2 separate regions of the Mus musculus genome follow, and region 1 is linked to region 2. A link is a contact called in public HiChIP or PLAC-seq data. All regions are on one chromosome and are shown on one strand. Each heading gives the region's core, a stretch centred on a gene start, on an enhancer-like site or on the middle of the called end of the contact. The rest is flanking DNA. Distances are from core to core; before and after follow the strand shown. Region 1 overlaps Shroom3 (shroom family member 3). Region 2 overlaps Shroom3 (shroom family member 3).

The links. HiChIP or PLAC-seq counts read pairs in DNA pulled down with a chosen protein or histone mark.
Region 1: a contact with region 2 is called in an H3K27ac HiChIP or PLAC-seq map of embryonic stem cells, with 5 read pairs. The contact joins two enhancer-like sites. A contact is called at or near these places in 2 of 39 promoter capture datasets (embryonic stem cells and neural stem cells), 1 of 15 datasets of contacts at CTCF or cohesin (the NIH/3T3 cell line), 11 of 484 Hi-C or Micro-C datasets (cortical neurons, cumulus cells, embryonic fibroblasts and 3 more), 6 of 115 datasets of contacts at active chromatin or transcription factors (cardiomyocytes, embryonic stem cells, epiblast stem cells and 3 more) and 4 of 9 other capture datasets (adipose tissue, embryonic stem cells, liver and 1 more).

What each region holds. Positions count from the first base shown.
Region 1 is chr5:92,917,335-92,920,517 of GRCm38.p6, reverse strand. Shroom3 (shroom family member 3) reads right to left here. Exons shown (of 11, transcript NM_015756.2): 3 at 742-873. Among named protein-coding and RNA genes, the nearest start is that of Gm36764, 90 kb to the left of the region's middle. Within about 2 kb of position 1,442, at least 24 of the 459 cell types and tissues checked have an H3K27ac peak or open chromatin away from gene starts, as enhancers often do. A contact at or near this core is called in embryonic stem cells, where this site is marked.
Region 2 is chr5:92,811,526-92,815,051 of GRCm38.p6, reverse strand. The region is part of intron 2 of Shroom3 (shroom family member 3); the gene reads right to left. Among named protein-coding and RNA genes, the nearest start is that of Mir1961, 25 kb to the right of the region's middle. Within about 2 kb of position 1,966, at least 87 of the 459 cell types and tissues checked have an H3K27ac peak or open chromatin away from gene starts, as enhancers often do. A contact at or near this core is called in embryonic stem cells, where this site is marked.

The DNA of each region.
Region 1 (3,183 bases), core at 193-2,692, 110 kb before region 2:
GTTCCACAGATCCAACTTCTCTCCCTCCCTCCCTCCCTCCTTCCCTCTCTCTCTTTAAAGACAGGGTCTTACTATGTAATCCTTTCTGGCTTACCTACAACTCGCTATGTAGACCAGGCTAGCCTTCAACTCTTAAAGAGAGTCACCTGCCTCTGCCTTCCCGAGTACTGGGATTAAAGGCAGATGCCACTTTACCAGTCCAAAATTCAAAAGTTTAGTGCCTAATAGCACAGTGGTAGAGCACTTGCTATTATGTTTCAAGACTATGGGCTCACTATCGGGCCTAAAACAAACAAGATTCCATTTGTAGAAAGACTATCTTGTGTATTATAGAGATGCATCATTTGTCAATGAAAAAGCCTGTGGTCTATGGCTCAGGTAGGAAACAGAAGGCGGGAAGATGTGAGGAGATGGACGCATGATACCTGAGCACAGGTACCAGCCACATGGCAGAATGCAGGTTAAAATGAATGGGATATTTCAGCCATGATATAGTCAGAGTAGAGCCTGGCTATATGGCCAAGGTATTTATAAATATATTTTGAGCCTGAGTCTTATGTCTGGGAGCCTGGAGCTGGGAGAAAGAACCAGACATAACTTCAACATCCTTCTGAACTTTAACTTATGTGACCTCCTCGTTGAGCCCCTTCCCTCTCCCACCAGCCCCGGACTTTAACATCTTTGCCCCAGTGCCCTCTCCCGAGGGTGGGCCAGTCTTTTCCACACCTCCAAGGCTCCTACCTCTGCTTTAGCCGAAGCTTCACCCCTCCTGACCATGTTGCTTTCCGGTGCTGGGGACTGCAGGTGAGCAGCTCTGAGCTGAGGGACTTAGAGGTACCAGGATCAGCATGGCCCGGGGCCGCACACACGTCTCTGTGGAAAAACAAGAAAGCCAACAGCTGAGCGCGACGGGGCTTTATATCAGGGAGCGAGAGTGAGTCTCACTGGAAAGCACACAAACGCGGACTGGAGCCCGAGCAAGCAGCTTAGCCACCCAGCCTCTCTCCTAAAGACAGCAAATCGACAGAGGGCGTCTACCCTGACTGCCTATAGTTTTGTGGCTAATTAAGTAGATCTCTTTATACATCATATCTCTATCTATTATGTTTTGCAATCCTAGGATTTCAGATGTAGTCCAGAGGTAGAACACACACCTAGCATGTTTGAGGCCCCCAGAACTTCAGACTGCAGTCCTCAAGGTTGAAGCCAGGGCTCTGTGAATGCTGGACAAATGCTCTACGGTTGAGCCATCTCTCAGCCACATTAACTGCTAGGTCTCTGGAAACTGAACTCACGGATCCAAGCTGTTACACTGTTTCCCTGAAACCAGGTCATGGTCTCTGTTTCTCAGCTTCAGTGTGAGGGGTGTAGTCTTCAAGAGCAGCAGCCCCTGGGCTGCTCAGTGAATGGCAGCTCCGGAGGAACCCACGGGGCGCCCACAGCAATTCTTGGGCTTCCGCTATCTCAGATTGTTTGGATTCTATCGTGTTGGAAGGCCTTTTGTGCACCCATTCCAATCCAGCCTCCTGCCAGCAGGCACAAATGCCGTCCCTACAACTCCTCCCTTCCACACTCCGGGGAGTCAGAGAAAAGGTTTAAGCCCCCCATTGTCAGTGCCCGCTGCCATGGGAAAGGGCATATTTCTCCTCAGGAGAAGCCCGGGGCCAGGATTTCCAAACACCCTCGAAGTTGTCCCTTTATCACACTGGCCCTGCTTGGAGCTCTGAAGTGGTTTTAAGGTTTTATTTTATAGTATTATTGTGTGGTGTATAAACATGAATAAGGGTGTGTGTGTGTCATGGCACACCCATAGGTCAAAGGACAACTTTGGGGAGCCAGCTCTCCCCCTCAACCCGGCCGCTGCAGTCTCCGTGCTGTGCCATTCTGCTCTGCCTTGTGTTCTGGGGTAGCTAGCCCAGATGGCTCTCCCATCACACAGGAGTGATGGGGTTACAAGCGTGCGCACCCCTGCCTCTGGCCTTTTGCATTGATTCCTGGGACCAAACTCAGGTTGTCGGGCTTGGGCAGCAAGCGCTTAACCCTCTGAGCCATCTTGCCACCCCTCCCCCACGAGTGGATTTTGTCACCCTCCCAGTGGTATTTGCAGTGTGTCTTCAAGGGTTTTTCTAAGCGTCTGGGGTCCAGCTGACCTATGAGAGGCACAGTGAGGCCACTCGGCCTCTGCATATGCCCTGGCCGGAAGGGGAGGATTATGGAGCTGCTGTCAGGATTAAACCTGTCCATCTGGCCTCCTGTTTCTCAGAACACAGGATGAAGTCAAAGACCGTTCTTTCTCAAACCCTAAGACAAATAAAAACGCTCTTTTTACCCAAGAGTACTGAGGAGGTAACTCTGGGGCTCGCTGGGCTTGCCTAGGATTTTCTAGTCTTATGGTGTAGTGTTTCCATTTCCTTAGTCGTGGCCTGGATAGGTCCTAAAGGTGCCTCCCAAGGACTCAAGGGCCCTGTAGAGCGGCAGGACCTTTAAGAGGTGGTATCACTTGGGGGTGGGAGGGGATTCATAGCCCTGCCCTTGGAAAGTGGGCTGTGACACAGATGAACTTGGCCCTCAATCATTATCTACCTTCCTGTTTTGCTCTAGATCTGTGCTCCCAGCCACGATGCAATCTGACGGGACACGGTACTGCCTTGAGGGCTCTAGACAGAAACCAAGCCAAGAAGCCTGCCCCATTGGGACAATCAACCTCCTGAACTGTGGGTTTAATAAACTCTTTTTCTCCTTACCAAACTAGCCTGCCTCGGGTATTTAGTGACAGTAACGGAAGGAAAAAAAAAAAGGATATAGCTATACTTAGTTATATCTATGCAGCCCAACCTCCTTCTATATGTTCAGGGTAATTCTAAATTTGAAGTTTAGGGCTTGGTTGAGATTATCTCACTTATGACATTGAGAGTAGCACTGGGCGAGAAAACTCTGGGCTGAGGCCCTCAGGCCATAGGAAAGGCAGAATAAGGGCTGTGCACAAGGGCTGAAAACTCTGGAGGAGTCCTGAGCAAGGGAGACATTGCCCTTGACCCACCTCTGCTCTGTCATCTATAAAATGGGTGCAAAGGGCCATTCTTTAGTTATAGAAGGGTCTTAACACTTCTATAATACAGGTAAAATAATTGGAACAGACCCCAGGGCACAGTAAATTAGCATTATTATTATTACATCTTTCTT
Region 2 (3,526 bases), core at 717-3,216:
TTTGTTTTGTATATGTGTTGGAGCATCTATCAGAGACCCAAAGTTGATATGAAGACCCATAGTCCATCCCTCTCCTTATTCCCTAAGGTGAGGTCTCTCAGTTAAACCCAGAGTTTACTAATATACAACTCTCACTAGCTAGCTTGCTCATATTCCCTGTCTCTGCCTTCTGCTGCTGAAATCACAGGCAGGTGGCCACACCCGCCTAGCACCGGCATGGGTTTCTGGGCATCTGAACTCTGATCCTCACACTTAAACAACCAATGTTTAACCACTGAGCAATCTCCCAGCTTCAAGCCCGGTTTACTCTAAATAAGTTTTTTCTTCTTTATGTAAAAAGAGAGGGTTGAGACCTGACTGGCCAAGGGAAGTGAGTATTTAAGAGTCCAAGGTCTGTGCTTAATCCTTACAGGGAAGCTAAGAAAAGATATTATAAGCCGGGGTGGGGCTGGAGAGATGGCTCAGGGGTTAAAAACACTGACTGCTCTTCCAGAGATCCTGAGTTCAATTCCCAGCAACCACATGGTGGCTCACAACCATCTGTAATGAGATCTGATGCCTTTCTTCTGGTGTGTCTGAAGACAGTTACAGTGTACTCATCCATTCATAAAAATAAATAAATAAATCTTAAAAAAAAAATCTTATAAGCCAAGTTCTCAAGCATTTGCTTGAGAATAGAATATATATGTTCTATTTTTGCTTCTGTTTCCCTGCAGAAATGACTACTTTCAAACCCATCAGCACAACTGAATGGTTGTTGTTGTTGTTGTTGTTCATTATCTGTGATCCTTGACCAGAATGGTCACTTGTGCTCACAACTCTAAATCCAGTAGACAGAAAGACAACGGGACACGTGGCAGTCGCGTCGCTCCATAAATATTCGCTGCTTAAATTTTACACAAGAGAGAAGGGCCAGAGTAGGCAAGGGAACATGCCTTTCACAGAGAACCTGCCTTCGTTAGAAACCTACATTCCAGAAAACAAAACTCAGCCAGTGCCTTTTCGTGGGATTTAGTGGGACTGCCCTAAACCATCAGGGGTGGACACTGAACCTGAATAAACATACTTCAGGAGTCAACTTAGTGATGCACATGTCCCTGTGTTCAAAAACGTGTATACTCAGAGAGCTGGAGAGATGGCTCAGTGGTTAAGAGCACTAGCTGCTCTCTTCCAGAGGACCTGGGTTCAATTCCCAGCACCCACACGGCAGCTCACAACTGTCTGTAACTCCAGTTACAGATATCTGACACATTGGCCTGAAAGTGGTTTCCCTAGTGAGACAAAAGCAGAGACAGCGCACATGTTAAACTGCAACCACTACTTCTTTCCCTTCTGAGGTCCACAGTTGCCCGGATTCAAGAAATTCCCTCCTTGGGCACATATACTGTCACAATACAATTAATCTGTTGAAGTTCATTTCATCTATTAAAGGGCCAGGCTAAGAAGCTCATATTGTTACAAAGCGGGTGGGGAGGCATTCAGCTGCTGACTGGGTTATGAAGAACAACAAATGCCAGGAAATCACAACACTCTGACCATTTTTTTTTAATCAAACAATATTTTTAGTTTTGCCAATTATTTTGCTCACAGCTTCGAGCAACTAGTTTTAAACTTCCTTCTTAAAAAAAAAAAAAGCAAAGCATTCTGCCCCTGGGGAGGAAAAATGAAGACCTCAAAAGCAAGTACAAATTGCTCATTTAAAGAACAGAATTTAAGGATGCGGGGGCTTTTCTTCCTGAAACGCTCATCATTCTGCAGAAAGAATCTGAATCCTGTCCTGATTCTTCTTGGGCAGTGGAGCAATTTTGGGTTTTGTGTTAGTTAATTTTAATTTACAAAGAGGGGGGGCTCCATTCTTGAGACACCACCGTTGCTATGAGACTTCTAGGCCACAACAGATGGCCGCAAGAACAGTTCTCAGGCCAAGCCGGATCTCTGAAGCCCGCCACTCAGGCATACCATTAACATTCCTGGCATACCTTCAGAGACAGCACCCCAGGCCTCCTTCAGACTGGCTCTCCCGCAGCTCCTCTGTTGGCCTCTCTGGTCAAGGGACCCGGGTGGAAATTTGTTATAAATGACAGGATCATATGTTTTGGGGGGGGGGGGCTGGGGGGAAGGGTGTCACCTCACTTAGATGTGGCTCCAGGTGGGCACACCTGTGTATACACCCAAGGACACACCCCAGTGTAACCGATCATTTGTCTTTAAGCTTTGCCTCACACCAGGACACCGGTACTCTTCTTATGGAAGCAGATTTAGTGCCAGGACAGAAGGGCTAGGGGAGAGAAAAGTTGAAGAATTTCTAATTTTGTTTTTAAGAAAGAAAAGAAAAGAGAGAGAGGGAAGGAAGGAAGGAAGGAGAGAGAAATGAAAGGAAAGGAAGGAGAGAGAGTGAGAAAGAGAGAGAAAGGAAAGGAAGAAAGGAAGGAGAGAGAGGTTGAGAGAGAGAGGAAAGGGAGGAAGGAGGGAGGGAGGGAGAGAGAGAGAAAGAGAGAGAGAGAGAGAGAGAGAGAGCGCGCCAGGACCCAGGCCTGTTATCTCTACTTTCAGAGGCAAGTTCAATGTCATCTTCAGCCACTTAATAAGTTTGGAGGCAACTTGGGCTACATGAGGAAGAGAAGTGGCTGGTTTGTTTTATTCCACCTTGTTATCATAACTGAACAAATCACTCTGCTTTGTCCCTTTCTCTGTCTTCCAAAGTTGGATAATGATCCTGACCTACCTGCTATCAGATGAAGAAGTCAGTGAGGCGTGATTAATGAGCAACTGAGAAATTGTGGCCTAAAAGTAAGGTCACTAAACCCTCAGCTACCAAGAAGCAAAAGATAAGGGCAGAAGCTGGCTGCTCGCCTCCCCTTGGCGTCCAGCTCCTGAGCCCACCACCTGTGTGGCTGTCTCCCAGTGCTGACCCGAAGGCTTCACAGTCCCAGGTGGCGAGCTGTACTGCTCACGCTCATGCTGAAGTTTTGGGACCCAGTAAAAAATAAAAAACAAAGCAAGCCATAGCTTCTCGGGTGGAGTTCATTTACATTCCATCCCAGAGTTTTCTTGGCCTGCAGTGCAAAAGCAAAGTTGTCCTTGGAGCCTGTCGCCAGGGCTCACCTGACCATGCAGGGACCGCAGAGCCAAGTCCCAGTTTCCTTCTGTGCATCTGGCTGGGGAAGGGAGGGAGGGGGAGCTCTCCTGTCTGTGGGGTTAGTGGATTTGCCATAGATGCACAGCCGCCTTGGCTTTGGCTTTCACCCCAGAATCCAGTCTGTCCATCTTACTTAGGTCTTTTGCCTTCCAAAATCTCCCATCTGAGATGACAATTTCCCAACTATCCCAGAATAGAACCATTTGAATTATTGTGTGGTCTGTTTGTTTGTTTGTTTGTTTATAAAAGCATGCCTTAGAAAGATTTGGTCTAATCAGATGCCAGTCGGTGACATTTTAATCAAGTCCAGGTGTGTGTGTGTGTGTGTGCGGGGGGGGGGGGGTGGGGGGGGGGTGGGGGGGTGCTATGTCCAGGCTGGCTGAACCT